2 separate regions of the Mus musculus genome follow, and region 2 is linked to region 1. Evidence: chromatin contacts called from public HiChIP or PLAC-seq data. All regions are on one chromosome and are shown on one strand. Each heading gives the region's core, a stretch centred on a gene start, on an enhancer-like site or on the middle of the called end of the contact. The rest is flanking DNA. Distances are from core to core; before and after follow the strand shown. Region 1 overlaps Trpv4 (transient receptor potential cation channel, subfamily V, member 4). Region 2 overlaps Gm35515 (a long non-coding RNA gene).

Region 1 (4,114 bases), core at 1,318-3,817:
AATCCCTCCTTGGGAGACAACAAAGTAGGCAGCCAGCAGAGCTAGCCAGTGGTGCAAAGGCTACTAGTATTGTCCCCAGAAGCTCAGGAGCGGCCCAGGGATGCAGTGTGGATGCCAGTGGGACCCAGGTCCCCAGTAGGGTCTCCCTGCCTTCCTCTCTGTCTGCCACAGAGGCCCCGACTATGGGAACATTGCCTGAGATCATACACTCTGCAGTCATGACCCCTTGGCCAGTCGGGTGTGGCAAGAATGTGCATGCTGACATCACACATCCTGGGGATCAGATTGGGGGGGTGTCCCTCTTAATAACTGCAAAGTTCACCATAGCCTCTGGGAGCCTTTGTTTCTGTGCCTGCTTGAGGGCAGAAGTTGTCAGGTAAGGAGGTGCCAGATTGAGGGTGCCTCAGTAAACAGCAGGCTGCAAAGTATGCCCAGGATGCAGTGCGGCCAGAGGGCTCGCTCGCCATTGTTCGCTTGGCCCAGGGGGAGGGGGGGGCATCCTCTTCACTCTCAGGGCTTTGCCAGGCCTCATGGAAACCCTGGCACAAGACTATCAGATGCCGACCTCATTACGTGAGCAAGAAAAGCTGCTTAAAACCCAGGGGCAGGTTTGGGCAAGCAAGACATCTCTGCTCCTGGGGAGGGCGGCAGGGCGCTGGCTTTCCTCAGGTCTCGCCTTCTAGATCAATACATTCTAAATGGGTCATTATTAGCTGCCACATGTATGCACGGCCCCGGGGTAGACAAAAAGGAACAAAGGACCGGAAACCCTAGTGTGAGTGGACAGGCTGGTGGCCTCCACTGTTGTCCAGCCCTTTGCCTCGCCATTTGCTTCAATTCCATTACTCAGGAGCAAGAGGCAGGAAGGCATCTTGGTGAGTTTGTCTGACGGCCCTCTGGTCTATGCAGTGAGTTCCGATTCTGCCAGGACTACTTAAGTGAGACCCTGTCTCAAAGCAGGATGGAGAGGCTGGAGAAACCGCTGCTTTTTCCAGGGGATCCAGGTTAAAGTCCCAGCATCCACGGGGCAGCTCACAACTGTCTGTGACTTCAGTCCCAGGGGATCTGATGCCTTCTTCTGGCCTCTGTGAGCACCAGGCACACATGTGGCACACATACATACGTGCAGGTGAAATAACCATAATTATTAAAATAAATGAATTTTAAAAATAAGGAGAAAAAAAAAGGATAGTACTTTGAATTTTTTTCCTGGTCTAAACTAACTCTGCATGTCACAGTGAGTGCAGCAGGTAATGTCACAGTGAATGTGGCAGGTGACACACTTCACATCAGCATACACCATCTGCTTATCTCCTCTTCCCCTTCCAGAGCCTACGCCCCTGAGGAAGACATTCATTCAGAGTCACCATTCTGCCAGGACTGAACACCATGTGGGGGCATCAGGGACCCCTGAGGTTCCTGCAGGTGCAGGGCAGGGGAGCACAGGGGGAGGACTAAAGTTCCGTGCCTGGAATGGGGTAGACGGCAGAATGCAGAGAGTGCGGGGGGAGGGGGGCTACTGAGGACCATTAGTGAATAAGAACAAGGACCAGGGGTGAGTGCGGGCTGGGTGGGGGCTCTACAGCAGGAGACAGACCCTGGACCCTCAGACAGACTTTGTGGGTTTCTTCATCATCCTGGGGTTCCTTGGCTGACCAGTGGGGACCCTGACTCCTGCAGGAGCCACAAATAAACGTGACCACGAATGCCAGCTATCTGGTTCAGTCCTGAGGGAAGGACTGAAGGATGGGATGGAAGTTAGCGGGTACCAGATAAGGCAGCAGCTGCGTGGCCCCGCCTTCTAGATGAGGAAGCTAAGGCCAAGAAAGGAGCAAGCTGTATCATTGCATCCCAGCTCCGGGATGCAAGGCCACACACAGGCACAGGAGCTGGGGTTTTCCTTTTGGGACAGGGCCTCATGCATCTCAAACTGGCCCTGGCTTTGCTGCGTATCCAAGGACAGCTTTCAACATCTGGTCCTCCTGTCTCTCTACACCCCCTGGGTGCTGGGGGTCCCAGGGGCATACCACCATATCCAGCGTGGGCAGTGTTACGGATTAAGCTCAGGGCTTCACGCGGCTAAGCTAGGCAAGCACTGGATCCGCTAAGCCACTTCCCCAGCCAGGACTGGGCCTTTGATGGGGCTATTTTACAAGGATAAGAGGGCTCAGGAAGGGAGGGACAAACATGTAGGAGGGGCTGGGGGACTATGTGACTCTGGATCAGAGTGCCCAGACCTGAGTTGTGGCTGACTGGGAATCCTCCCCAGGACACTCACTGTCACAGGAGCTAGGGGAGACAGACTTAAGCACAGCCAATAGATGCTGGATAAGGCCAGGCTGGTATCTGAGCCCTTAATGCCACCCTCAAGCTATTATTATTATTACTAGGGCATACATGAAGAACCAACCGGGAAACAGAGCCTGTCAGGGGAAGACTAAGTGACTGGATCCCTCTTGGGAGGTGGACTCTGGCAGCCACCTCAGAGCGACTAACGGGAGCTCAGTCCCTTGGCAGAGTGGGACCCGCCGCCTGCCAGGTTGTGGTTGCCCACAGCCCCCAAGCCCCTGGCAGGAGGCAGCGGGGCACATCGCACCATGAAGGGCCCTCCCTGCTGGTATTTACCTAGTCTGTCTCAGCCCAGCCCACTTCCTGGTTGCTGCACAGTGGCCGTCTGTCCGGAGCAGACAGAGCTCCTGTGTCCTGCCGGGTCCCTCCACCTGGAGGGTGTCCCCCTCCGATGCTCACACCATCCAAGCGGGACACGGCTGGGGTGACTCACTAGCCCCAAGGAGGGCACGGCCAACGTGGCCACTGCAGTCACTTGGTTTTTGCATAAGCCTTGGAGGGCCGGCCCATGTCACAGAAATATCCCCTAAGAACTTTCACTGGAATGGGGGCATCTGCAAAAGACCCCAGGTCCAGAGGGCTGGCCAGACTAGAAGCTGAGTATGGCTTAGTGGAAAGATGGGGCTGTTGAGACTCGAAAAGTCACATCCTGTGAGACTCCACTTCCTTGTCATCTGAGAACACTGGAGTTTCTGGTGACGTCCATTCAGCTGGCACTGAGCTGTTTGTTTTCAAAAGCCCAGTGGGGGCTATGTGATTACAGCTAAGTGACCCTTCCCAGATCAGTGACCCTGATAGTCCCAGCCATGCCCCAGCCTCAGCACAGAGCCTAGCATACAGATATAGGAAGTCTCTACTCCAGAAGGTTCCCACCAAAGCCAACATCCAGCTTTAGAAAGGTGGGGGTGGAGGCGTGTCTCAAATCCTAGGGTCTCTTTCTCTGAGCCAGCTACTCTCGTTCAGATAGTCCCCAGGTCACAGAGAACTCTGGAAAGGGTTTTATAGCCTCAAGACATCGCCCACTCTATCTTGCCCTCCTCTTTCCTGCCACCAATGGTCACATCTCCTATCTGGGCCGCGGTTTTCTCATCCATAAAAAGGGGGTAAAACTTTCTACCTTCTAGGAACAACTGCTCCTGTCTTTGATCTGTGATTATTTGGTGTGTCACGTTCCTGCTTTAAATTATACAGTGGGATGTGGTAGCATTAACCTGTAATCCCAGCACTTGGGAGCGAGGCAGACGGATCCGTGGTCTAAAGCCAAACTGAAGAAGATCCTATCTCAGGAGACCTTGGGGATGTGCCCACAGGACACTTGATTGGTGTGTGCAAGGCTCCAGGTTTTACCCCCAGCCCTGTGAAAGTAGCAGCTCCTCTCTCAAGGGCTGCTGTAAAGATTAAATGTTATCATTCAAGCCCTGCATGATGTCTGGCACGTAGTATGTGCTCAATAAATGGTGGTGGCTATGCTGCTGTTATTTAACCTCCCCTCAATTTACAGCAGGGGAGGGGAGTCCGGAGAGGTGAGGACCAGGTGGGCACTGGAACCCAGAGACTTCCCAGCTCCAAAGCCAGGGATCCTCTGAGCTTTCTCCATGTCTGAAAATTGGTGAGAACAGAGACTGCCCATCTCTGGGCTGGGAGACAGAGGTCACCCCCCTACCCCCCAATTCCTTAAAATGGCCTAAGCAATCCTGTGGCAATGAGGCTCAAAGGAAGGGACCCTGAGGCACAAATGCAAAGCCCTGCCTGGGCACTTGCAGCA
Region 2 (3,872 bases), core at 1,163-3,662, 550 kb after region 1:
GTGTTTATACACACACACTAGAGGAACCCAGAATGTCATGCACCCAGGGTCGTTCCTTTGGTTGTTCCTTCAAGGGAAGGAATGAAAAACCCATTTTCTGCCCAGAGCTAGGGCAGATGTGCTTTGTAACCTGGCGACTTTTGGTGTTGTTGTTGTTGTTTTATACTTTAAAAAAAAAGATTTAGCCAGGCGTGGTGGCACACGCCCTTAATCCCAGCACTCGGGAGGCAGAGGCAGGCAGATTTCCGAGTTCGAGGCCAGCCTGGTCTACAAAGTGAGTTCCAGGACAGCCAGGGCTATACAGAGAAACCCTGTCTCAAAAACCAAAACCAAACCAAAACAACAACATCAAAAAAAGATTTATTTATTGTTATATCTAAGTACACTGTAGCTGTCTTCAGACACACCAGAAGAGGGCATCAGATCCCATTACAGATGGTTGTGAGCCACCACGTGGTTGCTGGGAATTGAACTCAGGACCTCTGGAAGAGCAGTCAGTGCTCTTAACCACTGAGCCATCGCTCCAGCCCCCTGGTGACTTTTGTATTTCATTTGTATTAGTGTTCTGTCTGTATGTGGGCAGGTGTGAGGGTCTCAGATCCCCTGGAGCTGGAGCCATAGACAGCTGTGAGCTGTTGTGAAGGTATTGGGAATTGAACCTGGGTCCTCTGGAAGAGCAGCCAGTGTTCTCAACTCCCAAGCCATTCTCCATCCCTAACACTCATTTTTAAATCTATTACGTTTATTTATTTAGTGTGTATGTGGTACGCACGAGCATGTGCCATGGTGTAGAGCGGTCAGAGGTCAACTTTCGCGGGCCGGTTCTCTCCACCATGAGTGTCTTGGGAATCAAACAGGTTGTTAAGCTTCTCTGCGGGTAGGTTTACTCTCTGAGCTGTCTTATCAGCTCTCACTAAGGAGTGAGAGAGTAACAAATAAAAAGAATCAAAATGAAAGTGGGGGTGGTAGGGCACACCTGTAAGGCCAGCATTTGGGAGGTAGAAGTGGGAGGATTGATAATCCAAGGTCATCCTTGGCTATATAACAAGTTCAAAGTCAGCCTGAGCTACATGAGAGACCCTGGTTTTTTGTTTTGTTTTGTGTTTTGGGGTTTTTTGTTTTTATTTGTTTGTTGTTTGTTTGTTTGTTTTAGAGACAGGGTTTCTCTGTGTAGCCCTGGCTATCCTGGAACTCACTTTATAGACCAGGCTGGCCTCGAACTCAGAAATCTACCTGCCTCTGCCTCCCAAGTGCTAGGATTAAAGGCGTGCGCCACCACGCCCGGCTCTGTTTTTGTTTTGTTTTGTTTTGTTTTGTTTTGTTTTGTTTTGTTTTGTTTAAGAGCTTTATTGAAAATTCTAATTATTCTTAGGGGTTGCAATGTAGCTCAGTAGGTAGAGTGAGTGCCTAGCATGCACTAAATCCTGGTGGGTTCAGCACCAGCCTATGTAAGTCTGGGTGTCATACTGTGCATGCCTGTAACCCCAACGTCCCTTACGAAGAGGCAGCAGGATCAGGAGTTCAAGATTATCCTTAAATGAAAAAGAATTCATCTCCGATGCGCAGATTCAGTAGAGGATGGATGGTCATTCGAAGACCAGCCTGCCTAGCCGTTTTTCTCCCTCAGACAGACCATTTCCTTTGTATACACAGCCAGGACCCTGAGTGGCCTGTAACGATCGATCAATGGACAGATGACCTTCAGGAACCAGCTACGGTTTGGTTTTTTTTTTTTTTTTTTTTTGTCCTGGTCAGGAGAGTTCTATCCTTTAATCACCGGAAGTTTCCGCCCATGATCAGAGTCAGCCAACATTGCGGTCTGGGAACAGGGCGGTTACATCTGTGGCGCTTGGAGCTGTGCCTGGCCCCGCATCAAGCAGTCCTACTTAGCGGTTCTGCATGGCTTGCAAACAAAGTGGGTTTGGTAACAAAGAAGCCCACGGCACCACACGGAAAAGCAGAGAGCCTTTAAATTTCCCAGAACGGGAGCCTCTCACCAGACTGAAGTAGCCACCAGGTGAGGCACCTGGAGTTCTCCAAGGTGGGTTTACCTCTGGGCAAGGACTATTTCGTATTCAAACTCGCACAAAGCTAAGCGCCTTTGCTTCTGAGAGCCGGCATAAACCGCCGTGCCTCTGCAAGAGCATCCAAATACTGTGCTTCCTTCCGTCTGAGGGCCTAGCTGGGGAGGCTCTCCACCCTACAGAGTCATGCATGACATCATTTTTCCCAAGCAAAGGTGACAGAACTGGTCTAAGGGAACCACCCTATCTAGGGAACAATCATTTCTACGAGGATGTGACTTGCTCTGGGGTACACTTTTGAGATACCATGTCACTGGGCAGATCTCCCTACCCTCTGAGTCTGGGCAGTCCCGTTTCCATCCTCGTTCTAATTTAACAATACAGACTACACAGGGTCCAGGCTGGATGTAGAAGTCTGTAGCTAAAACGGAGGAGGGCTCTTGAGGGGTCGGGGTGGGGTGGGGGAGCCCTTTCGACTTCACTTTCTGTTCTCTCTCTCTCTCTCTCTCTCTCTCTCTCTCTCTCTCTCTTTTAATTTTATCGGCTTTCAGCATTTTCAATTAATCTTGGAATGGTCGCTGGAGGCAAGAAGCCAGCGGCGCCTAAAGGAATGAGAAAGTGCAAACTGATCCAGAGGAAACAAAGGGCAGCGAGGGACCCCACAGCTGAGGCAGACGACACTGTGAGCGGCTCTGTCGGGAGGCTGGCGAGGCGTGCGCGCGCGGGTCTCTGCCTTAGCACCATCTGCCGATTCCTCAAGAGGACACAGAACAGACCAGCGAGCCATGAAGATTCGATTATGTAACGCGGGAGGATTGCTTGTTTTCAAAAGGGAGACAAATGGGAACGAATTGATTTGTTTGTCAAAGTCATGGCCCCAAAGGAGACCAGTCCCCTCCTCTTCCTGGAGGATTCATCAAGGAAGGGGAGTGATTTCACAGGCTCAGAAAAAAGGAGCCCAGGACTCACAGAGTCAGCTCAGATGGTAACAGCAGCTCCTGGGCCGCAACGCGGTGAGCCACGTGGTAGAAGAAAAGAACCAACTTCAGCTAACAGTCCTCTGACCTCCATAAGGGCACATACCCACCCGCCGCGAAATAAATCCATGCAAAACCATAATTCACTCCATTCATAAAAACGAGTCTATTTCCAAAATTGTGCTGGCAAACCTTTCTGGCTTCTCTGCTTGAGAAATGACCATTCCGCCGGTACCCAAAGGGCACAGCCATAGAATGGAACATAATTGGCACCCCCAACCCCAGCTTCAGAACCTGCCTGCTCTGTCTGACCTCTCTCGCTTGCTTTTAGGGAAGTAACATCTGATCTCAGAACCAGTGGGGGTCATCTTACTATTTCTATTCTGAACTCTAGAAAGTGCTTTAGAGGCTAGGGGATCTCTCTCTCTCTCTCTCTCTCTCTCTCTGTGTGTGTGTGTGTGTGTGTGTGTGTGTGTGTGTGTGTTAGTGTGTGTTAGTTGGTCCTTCCCTTCTACCATGTGTCAGGGCACCAGCAACCAAACTCTGGTCAGCAATAGCTATCACCTATGGCGACATCTTGGTACCCTCTCACTTTCCTATTCTTCTTCATACTATTCTGTCCTCGGTTTTGCTCCCTTGCCCTCCCTCGCCCTCCGGCTCTTGGGAGCAGCAGAAGACAGAGCAGAGGATAAAGGTAGTGGTTCAGTATCCCCAGCTCCTTCCCTGCCTCGGGTTGGCAGAGTCTTTGGATAGAAGGTTGCCCCCTCTTCAAAGGAGCCTGGCCACTCGGGAGGCAGAGGCAGGCAGATTTCTGAGTTCGAGGCTAGCCTGGTGTACAGAGTGAGTACCAGGACAGCCAGGGCTACACAGA

The links. HiChIP or PLAC-seq counts read pairs in DNA pulled down with a chosen protein or histone mark.
Region 2: a contact with region 1 is called in an HNF4G HiChIP or PLAC-seq map of pancreatic cancer cells. The contact joins two enhancer-like sites. A contact is called at or near these places in 2 of 39 promoter capture datasets (the 3T3-L1 cell line and the HPC-7 cell line), 1 of 484 Hi-C or Micro-C datasets (the G1E-ER4 cell line) and 2 of 115 datasets of contacts at active chromatin or transcription factors (microglia and pancreatic cancer cells).

Annotation. Positions count from the first base shown.
Region 1 is chr5:114,648,599-114,652,712 of GRCm38.p6, forward strand. All of the region lies in intron 1 of Trpv4 (transient receptor potential cation channel, subfamily V, member 4), which reads right to left. Among named protein-coding and RNA genes, the nearest start is that of Trpv4, 7.8 kb to the right of the region's middle. Within about 2 kb of position 2,568, at least 59 of the 459 cell types and tissues checked have an H3K27ac peak or open chromatin away from gene starts, as enhancers often do. A contact at or near this core is called in pancreatic cancer cells, where this site is marked.
Region 2 is chr5:115,202,114-115,205,985 of GRCm38.p6, forward strand. It overlaps Gm35515 (a long non-coding RNA gene), which reads left to right. Exons shown (of 3, transcript XR_387599.4): 2 at 1,756-2,041; 3 at 2,576-3,143. Among named protein-coding and RNA genes, the nearest start is that of Cabp1, 9.7 kb to the left of the region's middle. Within about 2 kb of position 2,413, at least 103 of the 459 cell types and tissues checked have an H3K27ac peak or open chromatin away from gene starts, as enhancers often do. A contact at or near this core is called in pancreatic cancer cells, where this site is marked.